Regions from separate parts of the Rattus norvegicus genome. Here region 1 is linked to region 2. Evidence: chromatin contacts called from public Hi-C data. All regions are on one chromosome and are shown on one strand. Each heading gives the region's core, a stretch centred on a gene start, on an enhancer-like site or on the middle of the called end of the contact. The rest is flanking DNA. Distances are from core to core; before and after follow the strand shown. Region 1 has its middle 46 kb from the start of Metrnl. Region 2 holds the start of Metrnl (meteorin-like, glial cell differentiation regulator).

Region 1 (3,440 bases), core at 517-3,016, 46 kb after region 2:
CCAGGGACCCAGGAGGCTCCCAGGACCCAAGAGGGAGGACTTTAGCCAAAATACCCAACAAAGGGGAGAGAGAACCTGTAGAGACCATATCCAGTGGATAGGCAAGGCCCCTAGTTGAGGGATGGGGCCACTCACCCATTTCAAAAATATTAATATAGAATTGCTCCTGTCCAAAGGAAATGCAGAGACAAATAGTGGAGCAAAGACTGAAGGAAAGGCCACCCAGAGACTGCCCCACCTAGGGAAACATCCCATCTGCAGACACCAAACCCAGACACTATTGCTGATTCCAAGAAGTGTTTGCTGACAGGAGCCTGATATAGCTGTCCCATGAGAGGCTCTGCCAGAGCCTGACCAATACAGATGCAGATGTACACAGCCAAACATTGGGTCCTCCAGGGACCCCAGCGGAGGAGTTAGGGCAAGGCCTGTAGGAGCTGAAGGGGTTTGCAACCTCATAGGAAAGAACAACATATCAACCAACCAGCCCCCCTAACCCCCTATGCTTCCAAAGACTAAACACCAAGCAAAGAGTATACATGAAGGGACCCATGGCTCCAGCTGCATATGTAGCAGAGGATGGCCTTATCTGGCATCACTGGGAACGGAGCCCCTTGGTCTTGTGGAGGCTTGATGACCCAGGATAGGGAAATGCTAGGCCAGTGAGGCAGAAGTGGGTGAGTGGGTGGGGGAGCACTCTCATAGAGGCAGGGGGAGGGAGGAGGGGATACGGGGCTTGTGGAGGGGAAACTGGGAAGGGGGAGGGATAACTTTCAAATGTAAATAAATAAAATAACCGATAAAAAAAAAAGGAAAATGAACCTGAAGGTTTACACAGCACCTTCATGGTTTAACTCAGCTCCATAAATTTATATCTTGGTGAGTGTGAAGTTTAAAAAAAAAATCATGGCTAAGACACGAAAAACTAGAGAAAGATCGTCTGCAACAGGTAGGGAGAGCATGGAATTATTTTCAAAGCTGTAGTTCCCTACACAAAGTAAGTATGGGGTTTTATTCAAGGAGCCCACACATATTTAGGTAGAGAAATAGTTTTAGGGTCAGCACATTCCTGTGTGTGCTTGTGTTAAGATCATAGTTCAAGGAAGAACGATGACCCACTTTTTAGCACGCTTCACACAAATTATGGAGTTGTAGAGTTGAAAGAAACATCTCTGAGCATGCTCAATTTTCTTCAAAAGGCTATAACTGGAAAATTTAAAAAAAGAAAAAGGAACTTTGAAGGTGTGTTAACACAGGCATTTCTCCCTAAAGGGTTCTGCTTTAGTTAATGGGTAAAATCTTAATATCCATAGGTCATTCACGTACCCAGGGGCGGTGGTACCAATCTGCAGCCACAGCTGTCCCACTTCAAGTCTAGTGTGGATATATATACAGAGAAGGCCTTGCATACCCCATCAATGGAAGTTAATGTCTGAAAACTCCCCATCTTGGACTTCTGTTCCTTCCCTATCAAAACAGCAATGTCCTTAAACTGCTTTACAGCCTGTCACATTGCAACATGCACAGAACACGAAGGTCAGCAGTGCTGTGCAGCCACGTGACCGATGCAGTTATCTGCTATTCAACAAAACGGCATGTTTGTGCTCAGTTTTATCTCATTAGGGAGTTACGTGTTCTTCATATTCAAAATACCACGTGTGTGAATAATCAATGATAAATTCCTTCAAAGGGAAAACCACAGGCCCTTCAGAGCCTGAAAGTTTCCATCTATGGGCTACAATTGGCTATGAAGACAGGGTGGGTGTCTGTTTTGAGCAGGGTAGGGTGCACTGGCCATGTTGGGTTGGCTCCCTGGGGTCAGCAGCGATTGTCTCTCACTCACTTCCTTCTGTTATTTGCATGACTCAAATGTCAGCGAATTAAAAGGAGAATCGGAGGGTAGAAGCAGTTAAACACGAACGGGATGCACTTTTCCTGGTGAATGACGCTTTGTTGGATGACATATTCCCTAAGAATGCCTGAGTCAGATCCAGACAAATGGAAGAAATTAGTCTGGGATATTAGGAGACCCTGGATGCCTTGTCTCTACAGACACACATGGAGTTTATTCTGAAACCACTTTCTCCTCCTGTGCTGATGGGGGCTTCAGGGCTCTGCTCCTCCCACTTCAGCCCAAGGACAAATGATACTTTTGAGAGTGGACAGCTAGGCTGTCATTGGAGAGAGGCCTAAGCTTTAAATAGAAGGGGAAGGGAAAACATCTATAAGAGGACAGAATATAGAGCCTGCTGAGGCCACTGGCATAAGCTCTGCTTGCCCTTGAAATAAAACTTCAAGGAAGAACTTGAGATGTAACCCAGGTCTTCCTCCTGGCTGTCACATACACTTTGTAGAATATTTACAGTGGTCCTTACTATCAGAGAGGGAAAAAACCCTATTTCTGTCCCACTCTGAGATTGCTCAGGGATGCCCTTCTCATGCTGCAAGGACCTCACGGCGAGCAGAAGATAGTCTCATACATCCGTAGGTGCCTGCATTCCTATAGGGTATCGAAGCAACAAGTAGGGTTAGTCCAAAACAGAACAGGAGGTGCCTGGGGTCCCCTGATTTTAGGACATACCAGGGGCTGAGCCAGAGAAAGTGGTTTCACTTTGAACACAGTGCCAGCGCTCTGGATATGGACAGGGATGACGGATAGGGGCTACTGGGTGAGGGGGTGAGCAGCAGGTGTGTTGGGCAGTGTATGAGGTAATTTTCTCATTTTCATGACAAAATATCGGACAGAAGCAACTTAAGCAAGGAAGGGACTTCAAAGTACAGTACATCATGGTGGGGGAAGTACGGTGGCAGGAGCATGAGGCAACTGGTTACGTGGCAGCCACAACCAGAAAGGTCAGAGACATGAATGCTGGGGCTCAGCTTTATGGTTCCTTTTTTATTTAGTCCAGAACCTCAGCTTATGGGATGGCAAAGTTAATACCCAGAATAGGTCTTCTCTTCTCAGTTAAACCTCCAAACATCCTCAAAGACACCGTCAGAGGTGTGTTTCCATCTTTACTCTGTATCCAGCCATGTACACAATGAAGATTAAGCATCAAAGAGGACCCCTGATGTCTGCTTCAGGCTCCCAAATGTCACTGGAGAGGGTGTGTCTAGGCTGGGTTTCCTTCCTCATTTCTGGTCTGCACATTGACTACATGAACCCTTAAACTGCTGCTTATTGTTCAACGGACTCTGATGGAAGCCACTAACACAGATTCAGTGTGTGCTGTTTGTGAATGTCCCAGACCCAAGACAGAAACAGGCCATTCTCACTCTGGTGGTAAAGACAGAGACGATACTTTTTTAAGCAGTGAGAGTATTCCTGCACAAAAGACCTAGGACCGCATTGCCATGGGAGAAGACCAGCTGCTACACAGTAAGGATCTCCACTGGCTGCCAAGTCTTTCACATTTTTCTCTTTCAAACACACCTATGGA
Region 2 (3,473 bases), core at 76-2,575:
GCTGTTCAGTGGCCTTGAATCCACAGGTGGTGCTGGTTCTTTCTTTGTGTTGAAGACGTTGTCACTCTCCTGCTCTCAGTATGGTCACCAACTGAAAAATAAACTGGATTTCTAGGCCTCTCCTCATGGACAGAGGGTACCCTGCAATCCCTTGTTGCCTCCTGAAATGTATCCAGGTCAGTTTTGTTTGTAACTGTTTGGGGCTTTGGAGTGAAGAAAGACTGCCTCATCACCTTCTCCCTGCGTTTTTTCTTTTTTTCTTTTTCTTTTCTTTTTTAAATCAAGCTACAGGCCAGAGAAAGTGTCCCTCCACCTACCTATTTCTGTCCTGCTCCTGTGTAACTCCCCCACTAAATGTTAGGATCTCCATGACCTCCATATGAACATCCATAGAAGGAAGTACAACCCTCCTTCATTGCCAGACTGGGCTCTCGGATGGTTATTTTATACTCCTGTTGATGTTTGGAGACAATTCCAGTTGTCAAACCTGGAAGGGGCGATCCTATTGAAGTATAGAATGATGGGTCCCAAGATGAAATGATACTAAAGCCCCACACTGCCCAAGATAGGTTCCGCTGTAAAGAAGCATCCAGCTTATGACCTCAGCTTCAAGATGATACAGTGCGTATTAGACACAGAGACAGCAGGAGCCTTGGAAGTGTGGCCTGGGGATTGACTGCACACTTTAAGGCCTTTCTATGGGATGGGTGCTCCAGAGACTCGCAAAACCTCGCGGAAGCTGCCTACTCTTACTAATAGCAGAGTGTTTCTCTACCAAGGCAAATTTTGCATACAGGGAAGGGAAAGGGAGGGTGCCAGGAACTCCAAGAAGCCACCGCTCGCTCTTGAGCTGTGAGCGTCACAATAAGACCCTGTAAACTCGAGGCCACTCAGGCTGTCTGAAAGATGGAGTCTAGCTGCTGGAAGGAGCTCAGATTTCTTCACTTCATGCATGATGGTGCAGTTCCCCCAGGCCCAAACTCTCCCATCACCATCCCACAGCTTCTGTGGCCCCGCCCCAGCCCTCCTCCCTGACCTTGTTCCCGTCCTTTGCAAAGTCGTTTGTCCCACTCCAAGTTGCACTTTCCCTCGTCCTGTGCTGCGAGATGCTGCCCACTGAGTATATGCAGCGGCGTGACACCAGGGCGTTCCAGGCCAGAGCTGGCAGGACGCAGATCTGTGAGCTGACGCGCGGGGCGGAACTGCTGGCCCGGGCCGTAGGCCAGGCGGGGGCGGAGCTCGGACGAGGGCGGGGTGGCTTCACGGTTCCGCCCCCCAGCTGAGCCAGACCACGGTCGGGAACTTGCCAGCTCAGAGGTTCTAGGGGCAGCCGGCGCGCTTCTCTGGTTGCAGCTTGGGCGGCTGGGGCGGCTCCTATGGTGGGCGGCCAGGGGCTAGACGGGATGGCCTGTAGACGCGCGACGTGATCAGCTCGCACGCGGACCCACGCCTCCCGCAGCACTGCCTCAACAGTCTATTCTGTGGGTGCAGGCACGCACCGGTCTCAGACCCTGCCGGAGCATGCGGGGTGTGGTGTGGGCGGCCCGGAGGCGCGCGGGGCAGCAGTGGCCTCGGTCCCCGGGCCCTGGGCCGGGTCCGCCCCCGCCGCCACCGCTGCTGTTGCTGCTACTGCTGCTGCTGGGCGGCGCGAGCGCGCAGTACTCCAGCGACCTGTGCAGCTGGAAGGGGAGGTGAGTCTTGGGGGACGATTCCAGCGTGGACCGCCTGGACCTGGACCGGAGCGCTCGGCAGCGGGTGGCAGAGCTGGTGGTGCCTGCAGGGTAGGGACAGCTATGTTGGCCAAGTCCTGTGACCCCCGTCCCAGCTCTGGTTTCAGAACAAAAGAGTTGGTGGCATCTGGGTCCCAGCTCGGAGGACGCCCACTCTCCGCGCGCGAATCACTGCCCTAGTGGGTTTCCTGGGCTCCAGGGGCTGCAGGTTCAGTCCTCCCAACGATTGGGATTTCTGTTCCTTGAGGAAGGGTTGGGATTGTGCTCATCTAGAGGGATAGACACGTATCGGCTGCAGCACCAGCCTTGTCTTCGGGGCAACAAGACGGGGTCGACACCTGTCCCCGGCCAAATGCAGTAGGGTAGAGCCCTGCGCCTCCTCGGTGAAGGTCAAGCCGCCCTTGACAGCAGGGCGCAGGGTTCCTGTGACACCTCTCGTCCCCCATCAGCGGTGACAGCGGAGGACTTTTCGCTGTTGTTTTAACTGAAGTGTGACGTATGGAAAGAAGCACAAGTCACAAGCGTGCGCGGGCGGGGTGCCTGAGGAATAGTAGCTACTTTGGACACTGAAAACGCGCCAGGCACAGCGGCCGGCCCCCTCTCTTTTCAGAGCCAGTTTGATTCGCTGCAAGTTGCCAATTCAGCGGTTTGCATAGCGCGCTGCGCTGATGCGGGTCTCCGCTGAAAACGTGGGCTGGGACGGCGATGGGGGTCTAGTGTAGCTCATCCCACGAGAAGGGCGCTTGCGCAGGCTGGGGAAGGTACACGATCTGGTTTGAAGCACAGACTCCAGTGTAGAGAGGGCTCATGGGGCAATGCGTGTGATGGGTGATTTTGGTCAAGAGGGTTTTCTGAGAAAGGTGGATGTTGAGCAGTGCCCCGGATCTGCGTAAGCAGGGCATCAATGGTTATCTTGTACACTTACAGTGCCTGACTTTCTGAGGAAACCACAGAGACCAAAATCAACTCTCATCAAGACTCCTGCTGGAGTGCTTGGACTGAAAGATTGAGAGCTGCCTCCCGAGTGCTCCAGCACCGGTCTTTCAGGGAGTTGGAGCTTTTTCTCCAGCAGAAATCCCTTCTGCCTGGCAAGAACAGGGAGTCAGTAGAGCTTGGGGCAGACAAGAGCAGATTGGATCTGGGGGAGGACTGGCCTTGGGAACGCTGGCGCCATCACAGGGCTGGCCATGAGCCTGTGATGCTAAGCTCTTACCGGGTTGCCCTTTCCCCATGGTAATTAACTCTCTCTCCTCACAACCTGCACTGCAGAATTAGTGTACTCTAACTTCAGGGCTTGGGGTGCCCTGTTCCAGCAGACCAAAACCAGAAACCGTACGCCGGCCTTGGAATGGGGTTTCTTTCAGGTTCTTAGAATACTGTGTGCCTGAAAGACGACCTTTCCCTGAGCCCAGGGATCTGTGGTGAGGGGTTGTTTTCCCCCAGGTAGTGAGGGATTGAGTAGAGACAAAGTAAAGGACACCTTATTTCCGCGGGTCCATTCTCATGTCGTTCCTTCCAATTAAGTGGAATCAAATGACTAACTACCACATGATGCGTGTGACTGCTGGGGTGGCAGCCCCCAAATTCAAGTCTGGGCATTGTGAGCTGGCTACCTGTCCTCTTGGACACCCCCTCTCCCCTGCCTACCTCCAGAGCCAGGCCAAGGTCCTCCAAAGGAGTGTAAGCAGTGGGAAGTGTCCATCCTTATACCTACCTGGCCCTTCTCCCCCAACTCACTCCTAT

Evidence for each region. A called contact is a pair of places that touch in the nucleus more often than the background predicts.
Region 1: a Hi-C map of Schwann cells shows a contact between it and region 2, with 7 times the contacts expected there. The contact joins the enhancer-like site here to the promoter of Metrnl in region 2. A contact is called at or near these places in 3 of 12 Hi-C or Micro-C datasets (the A7r5 cell line, Schwann cells and mammary epithelial cells).

What each region holds. Positions count from the first base shown.
Region 1 is chr10:107,505,980-107,509,419 of GRCr8, forward strand. No RefSeq gene overlaps it. Among named protein-coding and RNA genes, the nearest start is that of Metrnl, 46 kb to the left of the region's middle. Within about 2 kb of position 1,767, at least 15 of the 93 cell types and tissues checked have an H3K27ac peak or open chromatin away from gene starts, as enhancers often do. A contact at or near this core is called in the A7r5 cell line and Schwann cells, where this site is marked.
Region 2 is chr10:107,460,823-107,464,295 of GRCr8, forward strand. Metrnl (meteorin-like, glial cell differentiation regulator) reads left to right here and starts at 1,326. Exons shown (of 4, transcript NM_001014104.1): 1 at 1,326-1,691. The coding sequence starts at 1,522. It overlaps LOC134480728 (a long non-coding RNA gene), which reads right to left and starts at 1,171. Exons shown (of 2, transcript XR_010055490.1): 1 at 1,037-1,171; 2 at 1-91.